Regions from separate parts of the Mus musculus genome. Here all the other regions are linked to region 4. The links are chromatin contacts, called in public HiChIP or PLAC-seq maps. All regions are on one chromosome and are shown on one strand. Each heading gives the region's core, a stretch centred on a gene start, on an enhancer-like site or on the middle of the called end of the contact. The rest is flanking DNA. Distances are from core to core; before and after follow the strand shown. Region 1 overlaps Afap1 (actin filament associated protein 1). Region 2 overlaps Sorcs2 (sortilin-related VPS10 domain containing receptor 2). Region 3 overlaps Afap1 (actin filament associated protein 1). Region 4 has its middle 30 kb from the start of 2210406O10Rik.

The links. HiChIP or PLAC-seq counts read pairs in DNA pulled down with a chosen protein or histone mark.
Region 1: an H3K27ac HiChIP or PLAC-seq map of large pre-B cells shows a contact between it and region 4, with 4 times the contacts expected there. The contact joins two enhancer-like sites. A contact is called at or near these places in 1 of 484 Hi-C or Micro-C datasets (embryonic stem cells) and 1 of 115 datasets of contacts at active chromatin or transcription factors (large pre-B cells).
Region 2: a contact with region 4 is called in an H3K4me3 HiChIP or PLAC-seq map of embryonic basal ganglia, with 4 times the contacts expected there. The contact joins two enhancer-like sites. A contact is called at or near these places in 1 of 15 datasets of contacts at CTCF or cohesin (large pre-B cells) and 2 of 115 datasets of contacts at active chromatin or transcription factors (embryonic basal ganglia and large pre-B cells).
Region 3: an H3K4me3 HiChIP or PLAC-seq map of embryonic basal ganglia shows a contact between it and region 4, with 3 times the contacts expected there. The contact joins two enhancer-like sites. A contact is called at or near these places in 2 of 115 datasets of contacts at active chromatin or transcription factors (embryonic basal ganglia and epiblast stem cells) and 1 of 9 other capture datasets (embryonic stem cells).

What each region holds. Positions count from the first base shown.
Region 1 is chr5:35,972,632-35,975,331 of GRCm38.p6, forward strand. Afap1 (actin filament associated protein 1) reads left to right here. Exons shown (of 17, transcript NM_027373.2): 10 at 1,757-1,968. Among named protein-coding and RNA genes, the nearest start is that of Afap1, 81 kb to the left of the region's middle. Within about 2 kb of position 1,385, at least 113 of the 459 cell types and tissues checked have an H3K27ac peak or open chromatin away from gene starts, as enhancers often do.
Region 2 is chr5:36,039,688-36,042,387 of GRCm38.p6, forward strand. Sorcs2 (sortilin-related VPS10 domain containing receptor 2) reads right to left here. Exons shown (of 27, transcript NM_030889.2): 14 at 2,405-2,512. Among named protein-coding and RNA genes, the nearest start is that of Gm52811, 44 kb to the right of the region's middle. Within about 2 kb of position 1,449, at least 59 of the 459 cell types and tissues checked have an H3K27ac peak or open chromatin away from gene starts, as enhancers often do. A contact at or near this core is called in embryonic basal ganglia, where this site is marked.
Region 3 is chr5:35,952,838-35,955,537 of GRCm38.p6, forward strand. All of the region lies in intron 6 of Afap1 (actin filament associated protein 1), which reads left to right. Among named protein-coding and RNA genes, the nearest start is that of Afap1, 61 kb to the left of the region's middle. Within about 2 kb of position 1,369, at least 40 of the 459 cell types and tissues checked have an H3K27ac peak or open chromatin away from gene starts, as enhancers often do. A contact at or near this core is called in embryonic basal ganglia, where this site is marked.
Region 4 is chr5:36,433,014-36,435,749 of GRCm38.p6, forward strand. No RefSeq gene overlaps it. Among named protein-coding and RNA genes, the nearest start is that of 2210406O10Rik, 30 kb to the right of the region's middle. Within about 2 kb of position 1,293, at least 15 of the 459 cell types and tissues checked have an H3K27ac peak or open chromatin away from gene starts, as enhancers often do. A contact at or near this core is called in embryonic basal ganglia, where this site is marked.

The DNA of each region.
Region 1 (2,700 bases), core at 135-2,634, 460 kb before region 4:
CAAGGTCATCATGTGTCATACAGATTCATCTTGAACTCATGTCCTGCATCCAACTTCCCGAGTACTGAAAATATATGTTACCACACTGGTTAGTTTTTTGTTTGTTTGTTTGTTTCTGGTTTTGGTTGTTGTTGAGACAGGGTCTTATTATATAGCCCAGGTTGGCTTTGAACTCATGATCTCTCTGAGCCTCCCTGCTGCATGCTGGGCTCACAGGCATGTGCCTCCACTCCCCGTCCAGAGTGGCTCTGTAACAGTGGCTAAAGAGCCCATGCACATGTGATCCATGTCTCCAGAATAGATCAAGTTACTTCAGGCCTTCCTGCCATCCTGTTTGTGGGCGTGCGCTCAGAAAACACTTAGGCTCTGTTGATACAGGTGACGTCTACTCAGAGAGGTCTAGTGCCTGGCTCTCTGCGTGATTGATTGCTGTTGATAGCCTTCAAAACAGTTCTAGTAAGATGTTCGTCTGACTGCGTTTTAAAGCAGGGCTTTCCTTCTTCCTTTTAAAACAGTAATGAATCAGAACAGTCCCATCTATACATTAAAAGCCTTTAAAAAGAATAATATCATTTAGCTGCGGTTTCTCAAGCGAAACCTGCAGCTGTACTGGGAACAATCCCCCTTATCTGTCTTTGATTTTATGTAGGCATCAGGTCTGGCTATGGCCTCTGGTAGGGCACCCCACATCTGAAGATGCCTTCCTTCTCCTTCCTAGATGGCCCTTGAAGAAAAATGTCTAGAAGCTGCCTGAACACAAGAGTCCCCTTTTCTGGTGCTCACAGGCTTCTGTCTTGGTGTCTGTGACATCAGAGATTCTTCGCCTCACGAGGCAAGAGATGCATGTTAGAGTGTTAAGAGTGTGTGGACTCAGGAGGCCCCCAGCCAGAGAAGGACTCACATTTTGCATATGTGGGTACTCACTGGGAATATATCTTGAAGAAAAACTCATCAGAGGTGTGCAAACCTTCATCTGAGCACTGAGGGTCTGAGTACGTATGTGTGCAAGACCTGGAAGAAGCTGAGCGACACCTAGCCTTCTCCACTATCCTCCTTTTTACCCGCTGGCCACCCTTTCCCTGTCTAATCCTTTCTTAGTCTCGGAGAGATGGTGTGCGCACAGTGGGACAGTTGGAGGCCATAGTAGGACAACTGCCACAGATGCCACAGTCAGCTTTCATCTGGGTTAGTCTCTCCAGGAGATGAAACTCTGGCTTCCCCAAGCAGGGATGGGACATAGAGACCAGGAGGAGGCCTTGGGCTGTGGGTGGGGAGCTCATACCAGCCACGTTCCGTCATTTGCTGGAACATATCCAGCGCTGGGGAGTTTACCACTCCCCGGGCCTCCCACTTCCTGGAGAGTTTTCATCTTCTGATACTTTTATTTCTGTCTCCCGTGCTCTGCTTACAGCGTTTGCAGCTGGGTCGTCTTGCATGTGATTTCTCTTCCGTTATGTGCAGGCAGCTGTCAGCCCCTCCTCGCCACCCCATGTCCACTGTCACTGTCTCAAGGCGGTTTCCTGGTTCCCGTGTAGACACCAAGGAGATGAAACTGGTCCTGATACCGTGCAGTGGGTTCTGTCCGGGGAAGAGCCTCCAGGTCCCGTTGAAAGGCAGCTGTGTAATAATGACTCTTATCTCTTTATGAGCATTTAAAACCTGGATGTGAGCGTGTGTTTCGTGCACTCTGTAAAAGACCACAGACAAGGGACGTGGCTTCCTCGGGAGCCTGAGCTGTGGCATCCTCTCCTTGCAGGCTACCTGAATGTGCTCTCTAACAGCCGCTGGCGGGAGCGCTGGTGCAGAGTGAAGGACAGCAAACTCATTCTCCACAAGGACAGGGCTGACCTGAAGACCCACCTCGTCTCCATCCCCCTCCGTGGCTGCGAGGTGATCCCGGGCCTGGATTCTAAGCACCCGTTGACCTTCCGGCTGCTTCGAAACGGACAGGAGGTGGCTGTTCTAGAGGTATGGGCTTCCCTGGGGCTGCTATCCAGAGAGGTGTACACAGATTCTGTCAACAGCATGATTAGGTCTTCTGCAGAAGACCCTAGCTCCCTGTAGGGACTGATTTTGATCCAGCCCCTTCCCTCCCTTGGCTAATTCTGTTTTACGTTGTCTTCAGGGTTTCTCTTTTGGAGAGTCATGGATGATACAGGCTTCCAAGAGCATCATGCATGACAACTTTGCTTGCCACAGCTAAATGCCTAGCTCCAAATAACAGGCCACCTTTTCTCTTCTTTCTTTCTTTCTTTCTTTCTTTCTTTCTTTCTTTCTTTCTTCCTTCCTTCCTTCCTTCCTTCCTTCCTTCCTTCCTTCCTTCCTTCCTTCCTTTCTTTCTTTCTTTCTTTCTTTCTTTCTTTCTTTCTGATTTATTTATTTTTATTTATTTATTATATGTAAGTACACTGTAGCTGTCTTCAGACACTTTTTCTTCTCACTCTGGCCCTGCTTGCTCCCTATAGCTGACTTCTGACACCCCAGAAGAGGGCATCAGATTTCATTATGGATGGTTGTGAGCCATCATGTGGTTGCTGGGATTTGAACTCACCACCTTAACCACCTTAACCGTTAACCGTTGAGCCCACTTTTTCAAAGTGCCTAGGCAGGCAATACCTTGTGGGGGAAAAAAAATCTCCATTAAAATACTTCTTCTAAGCATAGGCTACTCAGGTACATAGGACTGTTTCCTTCGCTTGT
Region 2 (2,700 bases), core at 199-2,698, 390 kb before region 4:
TGCCACAGACCTTTCCATAGCCTACACACCAGACACTTGCTTTGGGTGAGCAGGAGCCAAGTCTCGTATTATCTGATGTCTCCTTGCCTTTCTGCCAGCCTGCCTCTGCCTACCATGGGATTGGTTCCAGGCAGGGCTGGCACTCCAGAGAGATAAGTCACTGTAAGGCTTGGACAGTGAATGAAAGGGTCCCATGACAGACAGCGCAATGCATCCCACTGAGCAGAGAAAGGGACAGAGGGCGGCCAGCCGCACAGGAAGCACCATGATGCATGGAGGCTAGGCGTGCTCAGCTTGGTCTGAGACCAGCGTTGCACACTGGCTTTGGCTCCTCCCATCCAACTGTCCTGCAGACCATGGGTGGCCTTGTCTCGGAAAACCTGCTGTTCAGATGGGTGTTCCTCTTGTCAGAGCTCATTGTCACCTTGACAGGCAGCTAGAGAGAGGGGTTCCCACATTTCTGTCCATCTCCTTAGGGCTCACCGTATCCTGTGAGGAATGTATGCTGATCGCCCCAGATTTCAGAGGGGAACAAGACTAAGGAAGGGCCCCACCCAGGGTGATACATGGGTTGGCAGCTCACAATTGTGAGGCTTGGCCTTCACCATGGCCAATTAGCCTGAGTGTGATAGCCGAGCATCTCCTGTATGGGAATGTCCCATACTCTACATTCTGAGCTCAAGCAGAGAAGCAAGTTGGTCCAGCTAATCCCATCTCTGTATGCCAGTTCCTGTCTGTAAAGAAACCTTAGTTCCTACTGTGGGCATCTCTTATCTAGTTGAACGGTTCTAGCAGGATAGGCCAAAGGGCCACTGACTACTTGGCAGAGAGCAGGAAATGTGGGCCATGCTGTAGAATGTATTACTGGCTCCGCCCTAGGGATGGCCTGTAGCCCTGCTAGGCTGAAAGCCCTCATAGTACAGCCCAAGGCTGGGACCCTCTGTCCTGTGCTGTGCTGTGGGCAGTGCTGGGAACAATGTCCTGACAAGGTAACTGGGCAGCTTAGATGTGACCTCTGGGTGGATGAAGATAAAGGTTCCATAAGGGTGGGGCTCTGTCCTAAGCTCAGACAGAAAAGTTTTTCATTCTGCCAGCCTGTGTCACGTGAATGATCTCCATGCCCACTGAAATTGGAAGCTGTTTGAAGATGCAGCCTTGTGAAAGGCTTCGTAGGAACCTTGTGGCGCTGTTTAAAAACTTAAAACATGAACGCGCCTGCCTGTGAACTTTGCAGCTTTCTCCAGATGAATGCCGGCTGCAGGGATGAAAGCTGCATTTGGGACCAGACCCGGATCTGAGGACCTTGGCTGCACAAAGCACGAATGTCCCAAAGCAGCCACAAAATGCAGACTACAAGATGAAGTGAGGTGGAGGAGGGGAGGGGATGTGCTCAGGGCAGAGATGGCCCTGTGGTGGGGCCGGGCTGGGGAAAGCGGAGGCTGGGAACCCTGCCAGCTTGCTGGAGCTCTGAGAGCCCTGTGAGGGCTGTCGCCTTTGTTGCTAGCCCTTGCTTTGCAGGTTTAGTCCAGCAAACTGTTCAGCCTCCTTGTAAAGAGGCCAAGGAACCAGGTTGAGTCTGCCCCAGCCCAGACTTCCTCACCTGCTTTTCTTGACAAATACCAAGCACCATAGCCCTGACCTCCCCTGCTGTCCCACACCACAGCCTTCACACAGACAGTTCACACAGACTGGGGAAGCATGAGCCCCCACCCCTATCCCCTGCAGGGTCATTGAAGGCCACAGCATCATGGAGCACCTGACCAAGAACAACCTGCTTGCCTCCCAAGCTGCTAAATAGAGGGTGACTGGGACTATCTCAGCCTTCCATGCCTGGTGCTCAGCTCTTCTGGGATACACATACTACTTGTGTCCTGTAGTAGGACTTGCCCTGGCTTTCTGCTAGCCACCCAGAAAGGAGGATGAGAGGTCATCACCACAGTGGGCTTTCTCACTGCAGCCTGACTGTGGAAGGAACTACATCTGCTTCTGGGGGGGGGGTCATGGACATTCTGTATGGATTCCAGGGGGCTGTGGTCACTCCATGGAGGTACTGGGATGCTCTGTGGGGTTCTGTAGGGGTCACGGATGCTCCATGGGGCTCTCTGGACACTTCATGGGACTCTATGAATGCTCCCTGGGGCCCTGAGTGGGGAGAGGCATGCAGGCTACATCACCTCCCCAGCTTTTTTCCTGGCTGTCACTGGCCAGTGCAGGCAGCAGATGTGCCTGCTAGCCAGGGTGAGAGGAGGAGCCACTGGCCTAGTAGCAGGAAGCAGAGGCCCAGTATGAGGTCACCTCCTGGGAGTGGCTCTGACCCCACCCCCCCACCCAGTGCTGTGGGCAGTGCTGTGGTCTTCCTCACATCAGATGTGCCTGTTTCACCCACGTCCCCTTCCACACTCACGTCATGACCAGCGTCTCATCCCCTGGCTCGCTCAGCAACCCATCCACGAACACTGAGGTGCTGGTGAAGTTGTGTGTGCTCCACGTGTGGCCCTCATCCACGCTGAACCTGTTAAAGGCCACCAGTGTCCACAGAGCGGCATGGTCTTACTCCTTTCTAAGATGTTCTACCTCCCATGCCTGACTCCTATCCACCAGAGACCAGTTCTGGGACAGCTCAACACCTAGGCCACAGCTAGACCACATCCCCCCTCTCTCCGGTAAGACCACCTGCCAGCCACATGGCATCCTTGACTA
Region 3 (2,700 bases), core at 119-2,618, 480 kb before region 4:
GTAAAATCTGGCAAGGTGAACTGTCATCCACTGTATCTGGGGAACCGTGAACCTCGATTCCCCATGGCCCCCAGGAGCACACAGTCAGACTCCAGGCCCACAATGATGCTTTGTGGGCCGCCCAGAGAACCACACAGAGGTGGCCTGTTCCACTCTGTCAGCAGCGGCTGTGGTGTCAGCAGTGGCCTGTGGCTTGCCTGAAATTGTGACATTCAGGCTGGGGAGGATTTTTTTTCTGGGTTCCTCCCATGTAAGCCTCAGGCTCCGGAATCTCTTCTGGGAGTTTGTGAGAAGGAGAGCCTCACTGTGCTGCAGGCTGATCCATATCAATGCAGGCCCTCCAGAGCCTTTGAGGTTTACAGAGGCATGGGCGTCTGATTGACTCATGCTGCCTCTGTGTATGTGCATGTGCGTGTGCGTGTGCATGTGTGTGTGTGCCTGTATGTGTGAGAGAGATATACACAGAGACAGGGAGGGAGGGAGAGAAGAGAAGAGAAGAGAGAGAGAGAGAGAGAGAGAGAGAGAGAGAGAGAGAGAGAGAGAGAAATGCACACACATATGGCGGCAGCAGAGGACAATCTCAGATGCTGTTCCTGTTCCTCAGGTGCCATCTGCCTCACTTTTCTGAGACAGGGCCTCCTCCTTGCCACTGCCCTAGCTCACAGAGATAGTTAGGCTGGCTGGCCAGTGAGCCTCAGGGATCCATCTCACTGCCTCCCCAGAGCTGGGGTTACAAGCACACGATGTTGCACCCAGCTTTTTTTATGTGGGTCCTCACCCTTCTCACCCCAGACACTCGTGCTTCCTCATCCTGACACTGCTTGTAGTTTCATTTGATGCCCAAGAGGTCGAGTCTTAGGCCATTGTGTAGCTCATTGTGATGATCTACCGTGGTCCATCTAGGCATCAAGGTCGGTTTTCTGGCTTGATGGAGGCTTCGCTTTTGAGTGATGGACAGCTGGCCCTTCCCTCTTTTTATCCTTCCTCCTGTAATTTGTTTTTTAAAACTAATTTTTAAAACCTTTTTATTGGTTCTTTGTGAACCTCGTATCATGCTCCCCAGTCCGCCTCATCGCTCCCTCTACCCCCTCCTGTGGTCTTAGCCTGTCCGTTCACTAAAGGAGAGAGGGGGCAGTTGTGCAGTGGGCGGCCTTCCTGGTGGCTCTTTCTTTCTCTGGGTTCCTCTCCTGGCTGCCTGGACTCTCCTTCCATGCTTGGTGTTCTCTGTTCCTTAAGGAGCGCTGGGTAGGAATGGCTTGAACCATGGTGGCTCCCGCTCACCCTCTGGTCTGCAGCGTGCTAAACTCCCAGCTCCCTTCTAACTGCTTCACATCTGACATGAAGTCACTCCGAGGCCTTGAGCAGCTGGCGAACAGACCAGAGAAACAACACGTTTCAAGATGCTGATGGACTGAAATGACCTCATATCCTCCCTCCCCCCTGTGCGAGCTACTTGCAAACAGAGGCGCTTAGCTAATTACAGCATGACGACTCCACTCATGAATGGTAGTTAATTGCGAGGAGTTTAATTTTAGTGTATTTCTTACAAGGGATGTAAATGATACCAGGCGAGAGAGATCTTTTTCTGAGGAGTTTGAATTGATTGCTCTGTTTTAATGTTTGCTCTTTTACTCCTGCAGTAGCAGAGCTTGAGGAGGTCTACCCATGAAAGTCAAAATGATTACCCAGCACTCAGCCCTAAGGAGTGCTCCCCCCAAACTCAGGGAGCATTGTGGAGGAGTGGGTGGGAAGACTGGATAATCCAGAAGTAGGGTGGGGGGCTCACAAGGCCCCACTCCCCCTTGAGGGATTATAGTTAAGGTCTGCCCATGGGAAGGGTGTGGTACCGAACTCTTTTTTTTCTGAGGATCTTTAAGCAGTTAATGGTTGCCCCAGGAGGGAGGGACATTTTCTTCAGTGATGAGCCACTGGTCCCATGCCTCTGCGCCTGTGAGTCACTATGCAAGCTTCTGTAACTAACCCTGATAAAACTCACTAGGTCCCAAGGTAAAAAACAGATGTGGGGCAAGTTAGGAAGAGAAGGGCCAGCTGGGGAGGGGAAGAGGAGGCAACAGGGTGACTATGGCAAAAATTATCTACATGTGTGACACGCGCTCACTAAGAAATCTATTGTGTATCATTAACATTAATATATGCTAATGAGTCAATGACAAAAAGGTATCAGCCATAGGATCCTAATTGTCTCAGCCTAGCAGAGCCTAAGATAGTCTAGCTCCTTCCACATCCACCACTGGACAAGTTACTTTATCAGAACCGTGATTTTAACTATTGTAATTATTATTATTATATTGTGTGTGTTCATATGTGGTGGTGGGCATGCTGAAGGGCAGAGGACAACGTAATTTCTCTTCTTCCACTGTGGGACCCTGGGCTTGAACCCAGTTTGTCAGGTCTGTACAGTGGGTGCTTTTCCCTGCCGAGCTGCAGAGGGGCTGGAGGTTTTAAAAACACGACTCTGAATCATTCGTATTTGTTGGGAACCTGAAAGACTTTATTTATTTATTTATTTTTGCTTTGTATTTTTCTAAATGCTGCCCTATGCTGATAGGATTGAGACATGCCCTTGCTAACTCTCCCTGCTCAGGGAACTTCTGTTTTGGTGTCTAGAACCACGAACTCCTGATTCTCTTGAAGGGACAAGGAGAAGCGGAGGGGGATGGGATGATGGGTATGAGCCTC
Region 4 (2,736 bases), core at 43-2,542:
TTTAGGAAAGCCCAAGGTTAAGTGGCTTTGACTTCTGGTGGCAACCTCATAGTAGATGGAACATGGCAGGTGCTTGTGCAGGAAAGAGAGTGTTCATAGTGGAACAGAGAGCCAGAGAACAGAGAGGGGCTGGCCTTCTTTCAAGGGCCCATCAGAACTACATTCATCTCTTCCAGGAGAACACCCCCAGTGAACATCCTGCCACAGTTGGATCCTCTTAATGGTCACCACACTGAGGAGTGAGCTCCCAGCAAGTAAGGTAAGTCACTGGGGAACAAATTGCAACCATATCATAGCCAATATTAATAGAACGGCAAAGCATAGCCCAACTCACACATGGACAAAGGCTCCAGCAAGCAGAACTCAGCTTTGTACAAGTGCCTGATGTCCAAGCATCCTCAGAATGCAAGGATGCTCACATCCAAAGGGAGCACACAGATGCTAGCACCGACCCACATGATCACTTGGTGGAAACGTTAGAAGCTTCTATCTATCAAGGACCAAGGCAAGAAGTCCACAAGCTAGCTAGATCTTACACTATTCTAGAAGTCCCAGCAACCCTAATAGCTGTGCCCACACCCAGACACTATGCAATCCTGTTCTGTCCCCTACAGGTAAATGACAGTAAGAAGGGATTCTGACAGACATCACTGACCTGACACCTACTCAGCAATGAGCACTGCTCTGTGCAGGCATGGGGCTTCACTGGAGACAAACACAGAAGGAGGCTCTGTCCCTAATCCTTGCCCCCAGAGCCCTCAAGGCAGATAGACACTTTTCCAACCAGTTCTCACCTGCCTCCCATATACCGCCACACCCAACCCCCAAACTGCTGCAAGGCAAGGGCTCCAATCCCCACTTCATTGACTAGGAAACAAGTTCAAAGTGGCTGTGACACTCACCAGAGTGACTGCTAATGAAGTGACTGAGTCAAGATTTGAAGCCACAGCTCATGCTCACCACTAAAATGTCCTCTAGCTGCTCCGGGGACAGAGAGAGACACTAAGGGTTCCTGAATACAGGGGCAGAGTGTGTGTGTGTGTGTGTGTGTGTGTGTGTGTGTGTGTGTGTGTGAGAGAGAGAGAGAGAGAGAGAGAGAGAGAGAGAGAGAGAGAGAGAGAGAGACTTGGATGATCTGGAAAGGGCTGAGTGGAGAGGAGATTAGACCAGAAGTGGAAACCTGGTCATGATCTTGTCGCACGGGCATAAGGAGAGGTGAGGGATAGCAGGACATGCCCCCATGAGAACTGTAAGTCTATGGCAAAAAGGAGGTTCCTGCCTTCTGCAATGGTCCAGTGGATTCCCCAGCTCTGCTGTCAGGCCTGGCAAACTCCTCCCAGCTCCCCTCTGTCCTCAGAGCAGACCAGGTGAGCAATCCCAGGGGCTCCACCCAGGCAGCTCTCCCAGGCCTCTTGCTAAGCAACCCCAGGAGTCTGCCTCTAAGTCCATCTTCTGTACCTTCTCTGGGTAAGTCGTCTGTGTTGGGGTTCTGGGTTGAGGCTGGCTGTATCGGGGTCCTGATGTCTTACCTACAGAATGAGAACACAGAGGGGAGACCTTTCCTCCTCACTTAGAGGGAGCACAGGCTGTGCTGGGGACAACAGGACTGCGTGCGGCAGCCACGCTGGCTGGCAGAGGCACAGCTGGGCCTGCGAAAAGAAAAACATGAGATTCATATTAATTTTCTGTTTAGCAGAATTTGAATTTCAAATGAAGTCCTGTGTTGGTTCAGACTGACTGCAGACTGTCTCCTAGGGCTGTCAATCAATGCCAGCTGCATTGGCCCCCAGGGGACCGGCTGCACAAGCCAGTGCACAAAGACCGTTGTAGGCTTTGTGCTAAGGTGGGAAGGCAGGTATAACCAGACCCTGTGTTTGGGGTTGGGAGGTCGCAAACCCCATCCCTGTGTTTCTGCACTAGCTTTCTCCCAAAATATCTACCTGGGGAGCCCCACTGGTTGAGAGGTCCCCGTTCATTTTGCTCAACTCTGTAGCCTGCTCTTTGTCATGTGAAAACTAAGGTAAGACCATACTCTCAAGCATTCCTGGCTTTACATGCCCACCCAGAGTCAGCCCTGGGCCCCTCAGCTTGGCATTGAACCCATTGCCACTGCCTGCAATGTCAGTCTTTGAGTGCCGCAGAGCCAAGGAAGTGATGTGGGACTCTCCAAGGGGGCCAGGGTGCATTCTCCATGCCAGCCTAGTGGGCCATCCCATACCCGTTAGGCTCTGCTTGTGCAGGTGCCTGCAGAGAAGGTCCCAAGCTCAATGGGAGGCAGCGAAGGTGAGGCACTGGTGAGTGAGCGCTGCTCTGAGCATTGGATGCTGGCAGTGACACCCAGGGACACTGACTGGCCTTGTTCCTACTCCTGCAGCTGTCAGTCTCAACCTGGACCCAAACCCTGGCTATCTGGTTCTTCTCCAAGCCACAGGCTGCCCCTCACCAAGGAGACAGGGAGGAGAGCTGTAGTGACTGGGATGGCTCTTGGGTTGAGCCCCAGAGGAAGGACAGGAGCTGTGTTTCACATCCAGCCAGAGCAGCAAAGAGGATCTATCTTGAGTCCCTCGCTATGGGATTTTAGAATGTCATCCACAAGGCCTGTCCACAGCACTCCATAAATGCTTGTAACAAAAGGAATTCTGGGCAGGGCATGGAGGATGTTCAGGGTGCAGACTATTCTGCATGAAAGACAGTGGAGAGGCAGGGTCAGCAGGCAGTAGAGCCATGACCTTGAGG